Linked DNA regions of Mus musculus: region 2 is linked to region 1. Evidence: chromatin contacts called from public HiChIP or PLAC-seq data. All regions are on one chromosome and are shown on one strand. The core of a region is the stretch at or near the end of the contact, and the rest is flanking DNA. Distances in the headings are between cores, read along the strand shown.

Region 1 (5,900 bases), core at 3,105-5,604:
TCAGCTGGAGCCATCTTTGGTTCAACCTAAAATTGACACCCCACACTCCCACCTTTGCTACCCCAGCCATGAAAAGTCCAGTGGGAAAGAACCCAACCCTGTTCCAGAAACTCAGGGTCGAAATGCCCAGCCGTCAAGGCTGCTCCCCACTTTGCTTCTGTTGGGTTCAGTGAATCTTGTTTTCTGTTAAAGCCTTAGATCCACCTGGATTTGAGTGTTGTGCATAAATATGGATCTATTTTGTATTCTTCTACATGCAGACATCCAGTTAGACCAGCACATCTGTTGAAGATGCTGTCTTCCCATGTGAATTTCTGTCTTCTTTATCAAAAAACAGTTGTCCGTATGTATTTAGATTTACATCTGGATCTTCAGTTCAGTTTCATTCTTTTTTTTTTTTTTTAAAGATTTATTTATTTATTATATGTAAGTACACTGTAGCTGTCTTCAGACACTCCAGAAGAAGGAGTCAGATCTTGTTACAGATGGTTGTGAGCCACCATGTGGGTGCTGGGATTTGAACTCTGGACCTTCGGAAGAGCAGTCGGGTGCTCTAACCCACTGAGCCATCTCACCAGCCCTCAGTTTCATTTTTTATGCCTGTTTTTATGCTAGTACCGTGTGGGTACTATAGCTCTGTAGCACAACTTGAAATCAGGGTTGGTGATGCCCCAGAAGTTCTTGTACAGAATTGTTTTAACTATCCTAGGATTTTATTATTATTATTATTATTATTATTATTATTATTATTATATATGAAGTTGAGAATTGTCCTTTCAAGGTCTGTAAAGAATTGTGCTGGAATTTTGGTGGGGATTGCATTGAATGTGTTGATTGCTTTTGGTAAGATGGCCATTTTTACTATGTTAATCCTATTGATCCATGAGCACGGGAGATCTCTCCATCTTCTGATGTTGTCTTCATTTTTTTACTTCAAAGACTTGAAGTTATTGCCATATAAGGCTTTCACTTACTTGGTTAACATTACCCCAAGATGATTTATATTATTTGAGTCCAGTATGAAACATGTTGTTTCCCTGATTTCTTTTTTAATCCATTTGTTATTCATATCTAGGAGGACTACTGGTTTGGTTTGGTTTGGTTTGGTTTGGTTTGGTTTGGTTTGGTTTGGGTTGGTTGGCTGGTTGTTTTTCTGAATTAATCTTGTATCCAGCCACTTCACTGAAAGTGTTTTTCAGCTGTAGGAGTTCCATGGTAGGAGTTCGAGGATCACTTATGTATACTATCATATGTAGTGAGGTGTATAGAAGAGCCTTTTATGTCTGAGTTTAAGTTTATAGTAAAGCCTTTGTGTCTGGCTTTAAGTAAAGTGTTCTAACAAAGCCTTTGCTATGCTTGGGTCTCTGAGCCGGAGCTCCCGAGTATCTTGGCGGATCGCTGTCACGCAATCCACATACAATGACTGTCCGCCCCATGGTCAGCCACCACAACACCCATTTACCTGGTAGAAACAAAACTCTAGAAGCTTAAAATTAACCAATCAGATTTATGTATCAGTAAATTCTTAATTTACAAGATGCCAATACAATAATTTCAGAACCAATTGATGATGATAAAAGTTTTGTCCCAATTATTCTAACCTTATGATATCATAACTACCTGTGGCTATCTAAAGCCACGCTGGTTTAGGTTCTTTCTCCTGTCCGTCCTCCTTTATCTTTGCAGTCCCTTCTCTCCCAAGATGCTCTCTGTCTCTACAACTCTTAGCTCCGCCTCCCTTTGCCCTGTCCAATCACAGGCCTTCTGCTGCACTAATATTTTAGTGTGATTGGACAGGGAAAATCCTGTCCCAAGGAGGCACACCGAGAACTGCTAGAGTGGAGGCTTAGATGGAACTGTCACCCAGTCTAGGCAGGACCCTTCTGATAGCAGGTCATTTCCAGACAAACTCAGGACGAATCAACACCAGCAGTTCCCACAGGACTCTAGAACAAGTCAGCACTGCTCATGCGCATTTAACACGAAGTTCCTCCCTGAAGAGTACGAAAGAAGCAAAGAGCAGTGTTTCCAGCTCTGGACTTAAAAATGAAAACCGTACTCAGCCGTCATCTGCTGCGGAGAAGGCCACTGGTCCCTGTGGGGCAACGCAGGAAACTCTTTATTGTGGCCGTATCTGACACTCGTGATATGCAATGAGCAGGGATTTCAATCTATCATTACTTTAAAAATAGAAGTGTGCCCCTAACTATGACTTGAAGGCCTGTAGTTAAGTAAGGTGGATTGTAATTTCCTTCCCTTTGCGGCCAAAGCCCTGATGACTCTCATCCCAGGCCTTCTGTCCAGGGCCCTGTCTGCACTGGTTATTTTCACGGCCCCAGTGCTGGCTCAGTGGGATTGGAAATTCACAGCTCAGTTTGCGAATTAACTGAGACTTATTTTGTGTGACGGCTGATTTGTACCATCATCCCAGTTGGATTAAGAAATACCTAGGATATTAGGCAAGCAAATCTCTGGGTATGTCTGTGAACGGATGACCAGAGACAGGTCTGAAGGGCTCTAAGCTAATCCATAGATTAATCCCTTGATGGGTTCATCATATGATGGTATTATTGGAAGGTGGAGAAAGACAAGAGACGGGGCCTTGCTGTAGGGGGGTTGAGGGGCATGTCATACTTAGGATAACTGTCTCACCCTGATATTTTCCTTTACGCACTTTCTGACAAGAAGTGAAGAATAGCCTCTGCACATGCTCCCACAACCAAGATGCTCGGTAAGAGCCCCTACCTCTCCTCTGAATTGGTTGTGGTGGTGATGGTGGTGGTGCTGATAGTATTACAGGGACACAGGCGTAAGCAATGCACTTGGCTTCCCACATGCTTTTAAAACAGATACTGTCTTAGACTGTATGGTGAAAGTTATTTCTTAATTGATGATGCAATTGTCTTTCTAATGCCTGCCTTTTGTCTTTGCTTAAAACTCTAGCTAACATCCCAGAATACACTTCTTCCGGTTGTGCACATAACCCTGCCCCAGGTAGCTGCCTCTGGCCACATATGGATCTTGTACTTGATCAGGAAAGGGAAGATCTACAAGTTGGTCCTCCTGGGACACAAGCCACCCTTGAAGCACACACGCACTTACTTGCAGCCAGTGACAGCCACGAGGACACTTCCCTGTTGCACAAGGGTGGCACTGTTCCGAAATTTCAGGGCTAGTGGGAGGCCACGCTGGAGAGAAGTGCTTTGATCACAGTGTGATAGAATCAGTGACTTGATTGGCTCACTGGGGCTGTTGGAGTAAAGTGGCGGGGGTGGGGGGGGGGGGTGTCAAGGGAGAGTTCCTGATGAGACCTAAGGCTTGTAGGCATAAGGCTGAGGTCTGTGGACCAGAGTTCATCAGCTCAGCTGGGCCCATGAATTTGCCAACGCCTACAGGAGCGGCCATGCTTTGCCCACTCATGCCTGGTGAGCAGAGAGATGGGGAATGCAGATGAACCTACGCACACTAGAACCCAGGAGCAGGGGCTTTCAGTCCAGTGTGCCATACAGACGTCAGCCATGAGCATCGCACGGGTTTCCTCTGTGGCCACTACCTGTGACCTGTTGTTTAGAAGCAGGAGCCTGAGCTCTCTTTCCCGTGTGCAGAGAGCGCATCCCTCTTAGTTCTTCAATAGAAACCTGACTGCCCCAGGAATCAGACCTGCACCATAGTTTTCCTCAGACTCCCTGAGCAAAGTGGTCCTGCCAGAAGTCATAATAAAATATTTAGGGTATACAGAATTATGAAAACAGAACCTGTTTTGCATAACTATTTACAGCAGGCAGACATACACATATATGAGAAATTTAAAGTATGAGAAAATTACATCAGAAACTAAGTTGACATTGAAGTGTGTTATAATCCTTCAACATCTTATTTCTGTAATAGTTATTATCTTGGGTTTATCTGACAACATGATCAGCTTCCTCTGATGAGATTTTGGGAAAGCCATAGGTTGCAAGTGTGATTGATGTCATAATATTAAAGAAAAAAAAGTCATTCACAACGCTTGGTTTTGGCAGGCTTGTGTTTAGGGCCATCCTGACGGTACAGGGACATGCCTCCGGAGCCCAGGTACAGTGTGGGCAAGTTAGGCTTTAGAGTTGGGACTGGGGGCAGAGGGAGAATTTGGGCGTGTGTCACTAAGAAAACATCAGGGATGAGAAGGATTCCTGCCAAACGAACCTGACGGGATTCTTGCTGAGGGAAGGCAAGTGAGCAGACCTCACCTTGGAGTTGTACAAAGGTTGATCAGATATGCAAGGTGAGGAGCATGAGGTGGGTGTTACGGCCAGCTCAGCCTATCAGAGACCTGGCTTGGGGAGCATGAGGTGGGTGTTACGGCCAGCTCAGCCTATCAGAGACCTGGCTTGGGGGAGCATGAGGTGGGTGTTACAGCCAGCTCAGCCTATCAGAGGCCTGGCTTGGGCTGGATTTTAGATAACCGTTCACAGGTGGGCCCTGAAGGAGGCCTGCAGAGCAACTGTAGTTTGGCCAAGCACAGAAGCTTTGCCAAAGGGCTTTTTCACCATGTGGAAGTCTTAAAAGGTTGCCCAGAAGGGCTGAAGCGATGGCTCAGCATTTAAGATCACTCTCTGTTCTTCCAGAGGTCTTGAGTTCAATTCCCAGCAACCACATGGTGGCTCACAGCCATCTGTAATGGGATCTGATGCCCTCTTCTGCTGTGTCTGAGGGCAGATACTGTGTGTGTGTGTGTATGTGTGTAATGTATAATGTACATTACAAAAAAAAAAGCCGGGCGTGGTGGTACATGCCTTTATTCCCAGCAGAGGCAGGCGGATCTCTGAGTCTGAGGCCAGCCTGGTCTACAAAGTGAGTTCCAGGACAGCCAGGCTATACAGAGAAACCCTGTCTTCAAAAACCAAAAAAAAAAAAGAAAAAAAAAAAAAGAAAAAAAAAAAAAAGGTTGCCCAGGAAAAGGGCATCATGATGAAAAGTATGTTCTAAGAAACAAGCTTGTCCATGTAGATGGAAAATTGGTGCCTTTAGGATGGAACAGCTGCTTCTATGACACTGACTGCAGTCACACACACCTTTGCCATCATGCTTACATTTTCTTCCTTAAGGTATTTTTCCCAGATCCTAAGGAATTGTTTCTCCTTTAGCTAACATATGAAAATTAGGCATACACATCTTATTTTCCCATTTGCCAAATATATGTGTAAGCCACACGACTGGTAGGCATGTGTTTTAAATACAACAAGAGCTACATTGTTTTCCTGTATGAATCTATATGTCATGTATTTATACACTACATTGTGCTCTACAACCCTGGGAAATGCTAGGACCCAGGGGTGCATAGCCACAGCATATGTAAAAGGTGGAATCACATCTCTGGGCTCCACAGAGGGCTCCCCGACTTCTTCAGCTTCCCTAGGCACACATTAGTGCAGAAGCCAAGGTGCAGTGTGTTACTCCTAAAGTCTCCCTCCATCAAGTCCTCCCATGCCTTGTAAGGACCCTGACCTTGATCCTGACCTCGATCCTGCCGACTGGGAAAGCCCCTTGATCCCCATCCTAGAACTTTGCATGGGGTCATGGGTTGGTTTGTTGTTGTTTTGGTTTTTTATTTTTTCCGTGTTGGGAATTGGTCTAGGATCTCCTACCGCGCGCACGCATGTCCTGACTTGGGGTCCTTGTAGGTACGTAGCGGTAGCTCACTGTTTCTCACTGGTGAGCTACACCCTTCACATTCATCTTTACCCTTACCTGTTAGTAAAGAGCTTGTCTTCACAGCTTTGGATTCCCTTATACACAGCAGTGTGATTCTCACACAATCTCTGTTTGCCCTTTTTTCTGCCTGGAGCCAACCCACGAGCAAATGGCACAGTTTCATTATTTCCATCTAAGCCAAAGAGGTTTTGAACACGTTAGCATGG
Region 2 (5,633 bases), core at 629-3,128, 57 kb before region 1:
ATGTAGCACCTTCCACAGGGAATATGAAGATGAAAATCACGCTATAGTGCACTTAAAGTCTATATACTATTGGGGAGGTTGGATTAAGTAAGTCAGCTTCAGATTTGTACACAACTCTGAAGCGGTCCTGGGTTACTTTGGGCTATTCTGTGACTCCGGGTTGTTTTCTCAATACAAATGCAATTAGTTTGTGGACTGTACAATAAAAGCCTTCTGCAAAACACAGGTGACTGGGATCCAAGGTAACGGTCAGATCTCAAGGTTGTAGGCTGATGTACCCACCTGGCCACTAACAGCAATCCCAAGGCTCCGAGTCCAGACAGCTCCCTCCCGCCTCCAAGTATTAGACGCCAGGAAAAACTGGTACGCTTTAATCTCCAGCCCTGAAACGCCCACAGCTCGGACTGGCAGAGTTCATCAAGAGCGAGGGCGAATTCGCTGCCCGTTACTTTATACTCTTCATCGATACAAGCCGGCTAAGGCTGATCAGTCAGTCACGCATTTGGATTTCGACCCGGGCCGGAATCCACATCCATTTGAAAAGAAGGAAGCGACATGCGGGCGGCTGGCACCACATTCCCGAAGTGTTTTGAGTTTCGGGTGAGAAACGGCTAAGCAGCCGCGGCGCTCCCGGTTCCCTTTCACCTGCGACACTCTACGCCCGCCTAGGCACTGCCTGCTGCCCTTCCCCATCTCTTCTAACTCGGTATACAGCCCCGGCCCCTGCCTCGGGTCCCAGCGAGCATCTCCCGCCACCCAGCCGCTCCAGGAGGATGGGAGAGAAATCCCCTGCCCCGCCCGGCCCCACCTGGCCAGCGTCAAGCAGAGGAGCCGGTGCCTGCCGCCCCCCAGCCCTTCGCCGCGCAGGGCTGTAATAATTACATCCTCATTATTTCTTCTGCGATCGTTAGGGAAAGAGCCCGAGAACAGCAACAGCAGCTGCCGGGGGAGGCTTAGTTACAAAACCCTGCGCTGGGTAGCGCTTCGCTTAGCAACCACCCCTAAAAAAGCCCCCGTGCTCCCGGCTCGCACTTGGAGAGCCCAGCAGCGGCCACCCCCTCCCAAGCCCGAGGCCCAGGCCCTGCCGGGCGCGAAGGCTGTTGCAAAGGGCACAAGTGGCCCCTCCCCGCCTCCGCGACCCCAGTGCCCGTACCACCAGCTCCAAGCACCTTTCATTCATTCCCAGTCTAGGTCCGGGTGTCCACCCGGGCTTGGGGGAGGGGAAACCCAGGTCGCACCCCACTGCCCCACCAGAGTCCCTCTCTGGCCGGGGCCCCGGGCTGCACCCCCTTACCCGGCCTCGCGGAGCGGGGAATTTCACACCTCCGCCTCGCTCCTGCACCCAGGGAGCCCGTGTGCCAGCAATCCTGCCGCGGGGCGCTGCAGCCCGGAAGGACCCCAGCGGCGGACCCCGGAGCACCAGCCGTCCCTGGGGTTATTCTCACGCTCCCGGATCGGGTCCCCGGGAGCCTCTTATCCCCAACGCAGCCACTCAGGCAGGGCCCTCGCCGGTCCGGCTCGCAGCACCGCCCCCTCCCTGCCCCGACGGCACTCGCCACTTAGCGCCCAGGTCCCCGCATCCCGGTCCCCGCGGCCCCGCGCGTCTCGCACCTTCCTCAGAGCAGACATCCTTGGGCTTTCCTAGTTCAGTGGGTGCAGAGCGACATGGCAAGGTGGCCACCCCTCAGGCCAGGCGGTGCGCACAGCACTGCCGCCAGCTCCCAAGCTCGAGAATCCTTGGGTCCGTGCGTCGATCCGCAGTCTGTCTGTCCCCCGCTGCCGCTACCGCTTATCGCCTCCACCACCGCCACCGCCAGCGCCACCACCGCCGCCGCGCGCTCCGACCCCGTTCGAGCCCGGCGCACGGTCGGTCCTCACGGCCGGCGCCTGCGCACTCGGCGCCCGGGGAGGCACCGGCGCACTGGGGGGCGGCCGGTGCGTGGCTCCATCTGAGGAAGGGCCCAGCGCCACGCGCCTAGGGGGAGCGCTCAGGCCGCGGTGCCGCTGCCAATGGCAAGCCTGGCCCAGAGGTCGCATGGCGCTCACGGCCCGGGAGCCCGCGCACAGCGGATCCCAACTGTTGCGCGCAGAGCGTTGGGTCACTCCAGGACAGTGATGGTTCCCGGAGGGGGAGCGGAGAGGTCCCACACCGCGTGTGCTCCGTGTGTTTGTAGGTCAGCGTGGGAACCCACAAGCAAGCCAATGCGCCTGGGAAGGGCCAGCTCAATGTGAACCGAGATGTGGGATCTGCAGACGCATCGGCACCCTGAACTCTGCACGGTGAAAGCCTATTGGGCTCCCAGGTCATAGAGAGGGAGCGATGGAAGATAGGAGCTCTCAGCACTGGCCACTAAGAGAGCACAGTGCTGCTCTGGGTGCTGTGAAATAAGACCACTGTTTCCACCTGTTACCTCCCAGCTCTGGTAAACTGCTGCTTCTGGGCTCACAGGAATCCCCAGCACCTTGAACAGCAATCTTTAGTCATAAACCTGGTCCAGATAGAGGGCTGAGATGGTGTCGGCCCTTGTTTGCTGCTGCACTCGGAAGCAAAGAAAAAAAACTATCTTTTTTTTTTTCCTCAGCGAAATCAGAAACACAACAAAAAACAGTCTGGCAAATTCAGCAAAATTAGCCATATTTTGATGAAACCTAATTAGATTCGTGGGGATACCCTTTTTAGATCCACTGAACAGTCAAGAAAAGTTTCTGTGGCCTAGAGTAAAAGGTGCTGACAACTAAAGACATAGTTTGGCACCGGGCTCTGGGGATACTCACTACACCTGCTTAACCTTGGGCCGGTCTCTAGGCTCCGTGTAAATATAATAGGGGGCTTTCGTCTCCGTTGTCAAGAAGTTTAAATGTGACCAAAACTTAATCAATAAGGTGACTATTTACAGAAAGGTGAATGGGTGTCGAATAGAGGAGAGACAGGTGAACAGCCCTGTATTTCCCTAAATCCCAAGATCTTTTCCATAAAAACAGCCTCCATAAGATGTTTTTTCCTATGATCAATCAACTGCAGTGCACTTTCAGAGCAAAATACTAAGGTGTGTGAAAGATACACAAATGGATCAAAGGTATCTGATGTGACTTTTTTCTAGTGTTTGTAGCACACTCCATTTGGATTCCACTATCGAAAGAGAGAGAGAGAGAGAGAGAGAGAGAGAGAGAGAGAGAGAGAGAGAGGAAGGAAGGAAGGAAGGAAGGAAGGAAGGAAGGAAGGAAGGAAGGAAGGAAGGTGGGTTTCCAGACCTCGAATAAAAAATCTAGACTGCACATCAAGTTGAAGATTCTAATATCCACTTTTCTCCTCCTCTCCACGGTGCCCCCATCTTCCGGTCTTCCATCTCAGGCAAACGAAAGGAGCACAGTGGTGCTTGCTGTGAGCTCTTTTGGGTCGTGGACTTGTACCAAAACAGAAAGAAAGACTGTCCCTGGGCACGCATCCAGTGTTGGGATGAAGCCATTTGACGTTATAGGAGTAACATGTGAGCATGAATGGCACTTGCTCCTATGAAGGAAATATACAGTGTTATTGGAAAAGGAAAAGGACAGGGAATTATTTGTGACCCTAGGGGAATACTGTGTGGTGTCATTACATACAGTCTTCCTCTAGGTTTGGCACACAGCGGGTCCCGAGACATGGATTCCAGTGAGTTATTTGAAAAACTTATTATCTCTGGAAACTAAACAGGAATAAAGAGTGGGAAAGGGAAAAAAGGGATAATGAAGGATGTGTCACCAAGGCGATCTTTCAGGCAACAAGGACTCGATCCTATTGAAGATTCTTAGTGGAATAGTCTGAGATACACTCCACAATTTCTTCCATCCTCTCTCCCCCCTCGACTCCCCCTACTGAGCAACTTGAATAATATCAAAGAAAGCTATTGTAGAGTTTGAGTTGAATGAGGTAAATCCAGAAGTTGACTTCTGCCCAAGCTCCCAGGAAGCTTGGGATTTGGGACAGAAAAGAATGAGGTAAGAGACCGTTCCAGCAGTGGGAAGAACAGACCCAAAGACCCAGAGACAAGGAAAGACTTATCTTTTCTTCTAAATGACTAATGAAATTAGGAAGTGCTCGATGCCTGACCCTACCCATGGGGGTTGGAGGTGAGGTTGTGCAGAGTCTATGGCGCAGCAGCAACACATCTGAACACTGCTGCAAGCTCCTTTAATACCCTCCACTCACACCCCATTGGTCCCAAGAAAGCATCTCTTCTAAACTGCAGTTCCTGATTGGCTGGCATTGTCTAAACCAGCAATCCTTGGTCTCTTAGGCAGTCCTCAATTAGGTCCTCCTGCAGGAGATACTTTTAGGGCTGTGTGCCCTCATCCCCCATGTTTACCTAGAGGTGCCCAGCCATTCCTGCTACAAGGAAGAACTGTGAGACCATCTTGAATGAGAACTAACAGATAATGAATTGGGAGGTTCTATAACACATTTAAAGGCCTTGGAATAGTGTCTTAAAACACAGCATAATTTTGTGTGGGATTTTGACCAAGACATTAGGATTTTCTTCAAGTCACTTGTAGACAGAGATGTTTTTATTTTTTTTTCCCAATATATAACATTTTTATTTCCTTTTCTTGTCTCATTACATTAGCTAAGGTTTCTAGAATGATATTGAAAATCAGTTGTTAGAGGGAATATCATTCTGGTCCTGTAATGGGCTACAGCAAGTGACTTTTTAAAATGTTTATTCTACTTTATGTGTATGAGTATTTTGCTCGAATGTATGCAAATGCACCAGTGTCCATGCTCGATGCTCTCGGAGGGCAGAAGGTGTCAGATCTCCTAGAAATACAGCTCCAGGTGGTCATGAGCAACCATGTGATGCAGGAAACCAAACCCAGGTTCTGTGCATGACCGGCAAGAGTTCTTAACCACTGAGCCATCTCTCCTGCCCTGCAGTGATTGCTTTAGACTTTTCAAAGATCTTTATGGTGGGTATGAACAGAAGAGATGGTAAGGTAGGAGGGTAAGAATGAAAAACAGCAACAGGAGTAGGGAAGAGATCAACTTGAAAAGGAGACAAACTAGATGGGATCTTTGTGAGTAGATCTGTCAGGGACAGGGGAGAGAGACAGAAGTGGCCGTGTTTCCATGGTGTCTTAGGGTTTTACTGCTGTGAACAGACACCATGACCAAGGCAAGTCTTATTGAAAAAAAAATCAACATTTAATTGGAGCTGGCTTACAGATTCAGAGGTTCAGTCCACTACCATCAAGGTAGGAGCATGGCAGCATCCAGGCAGGCATGGTGCAGGAGGAGCTGAGAGTTCTACGTCTTCATCCAAAGGCTGCTAGTGGAAGACTGATTTCCAGGCACCTAGGGTGAGAGTATTAAGCCCACACCCACAGTGACACACTTACTCCAACAAGGCCTCCAAATGGTGCCTCCCTGGTGCAACAATATACAAATCACACATGGCTAGCCTGGCATCTGAGTGAATGGTGCTTGTGGTCAACTGAGCGTGATACAGGAATCCTGGTGTTTGCTGGAGTTCTTGGGAGTGTAGAAGCTGGCGTGGTGGTCCACATCCAGCACCTTCTGTTTTCCTTAACCGGCAGGCTTTTGTGCCTAGGATTCCAAAGGTGGTAAAGATCTGCCCTGAACAAACACGACTGTGAAT

What was found. HiChIP or PLAC-seq counts read pairs in DNA pulled down with a chosen protein or histone mark.
Region 2: an H3K27ac HiChIP or PLAC-seq map of embryonic stem cells shows a contact between it and region 1, with 11 read pairs. The contact joins the promoter of Dlgap2 here to the enhancer-like site in region 1. A contact is called at or near these places in 1 of 15 datasets of contacts at CTCF or cohesin (CD8 T cells), 2 of 484 Hi-C or Micro-C datasets (the HL-1 cell line and embryonic stem cells), 3 of 115 datasets of contacts at active chromatin or transcription factors (CD8 T cells and embryonic stem cells) and 2 of 9 other capture datasets (liver and pancreatic islet).

Annotation. Positions count from the first base shown.
Region 1 is chr8:14,037,070-14,042,969 of GRCm38.p6, reverse strand. The region is part of intron 3 of Erich1 (glutamate rich 1); the gene reads left to right. Among named protein-coding and RNA genes, the nearest start is that of Gm39134, 15 kb to the right of the region's middle. Within about 2 kb of position 4,354, at least 21 of the 459 cell types and tissues checked have an H3K27ac peak or open chromatin away from gene starts, as enhancers often do. A contact at or near this core is called in embryonic stem cells, where this site is marked.
Region 2 is chr8:14,092,120-14,097,752 of GRCm38.p6, reverse strand. Dlgap2 (DLG associated protein 2) reads right to left here and starts at 1,878. Exons shown (of 16, transcript NM_172910.3): 1 at 1,612-1,878.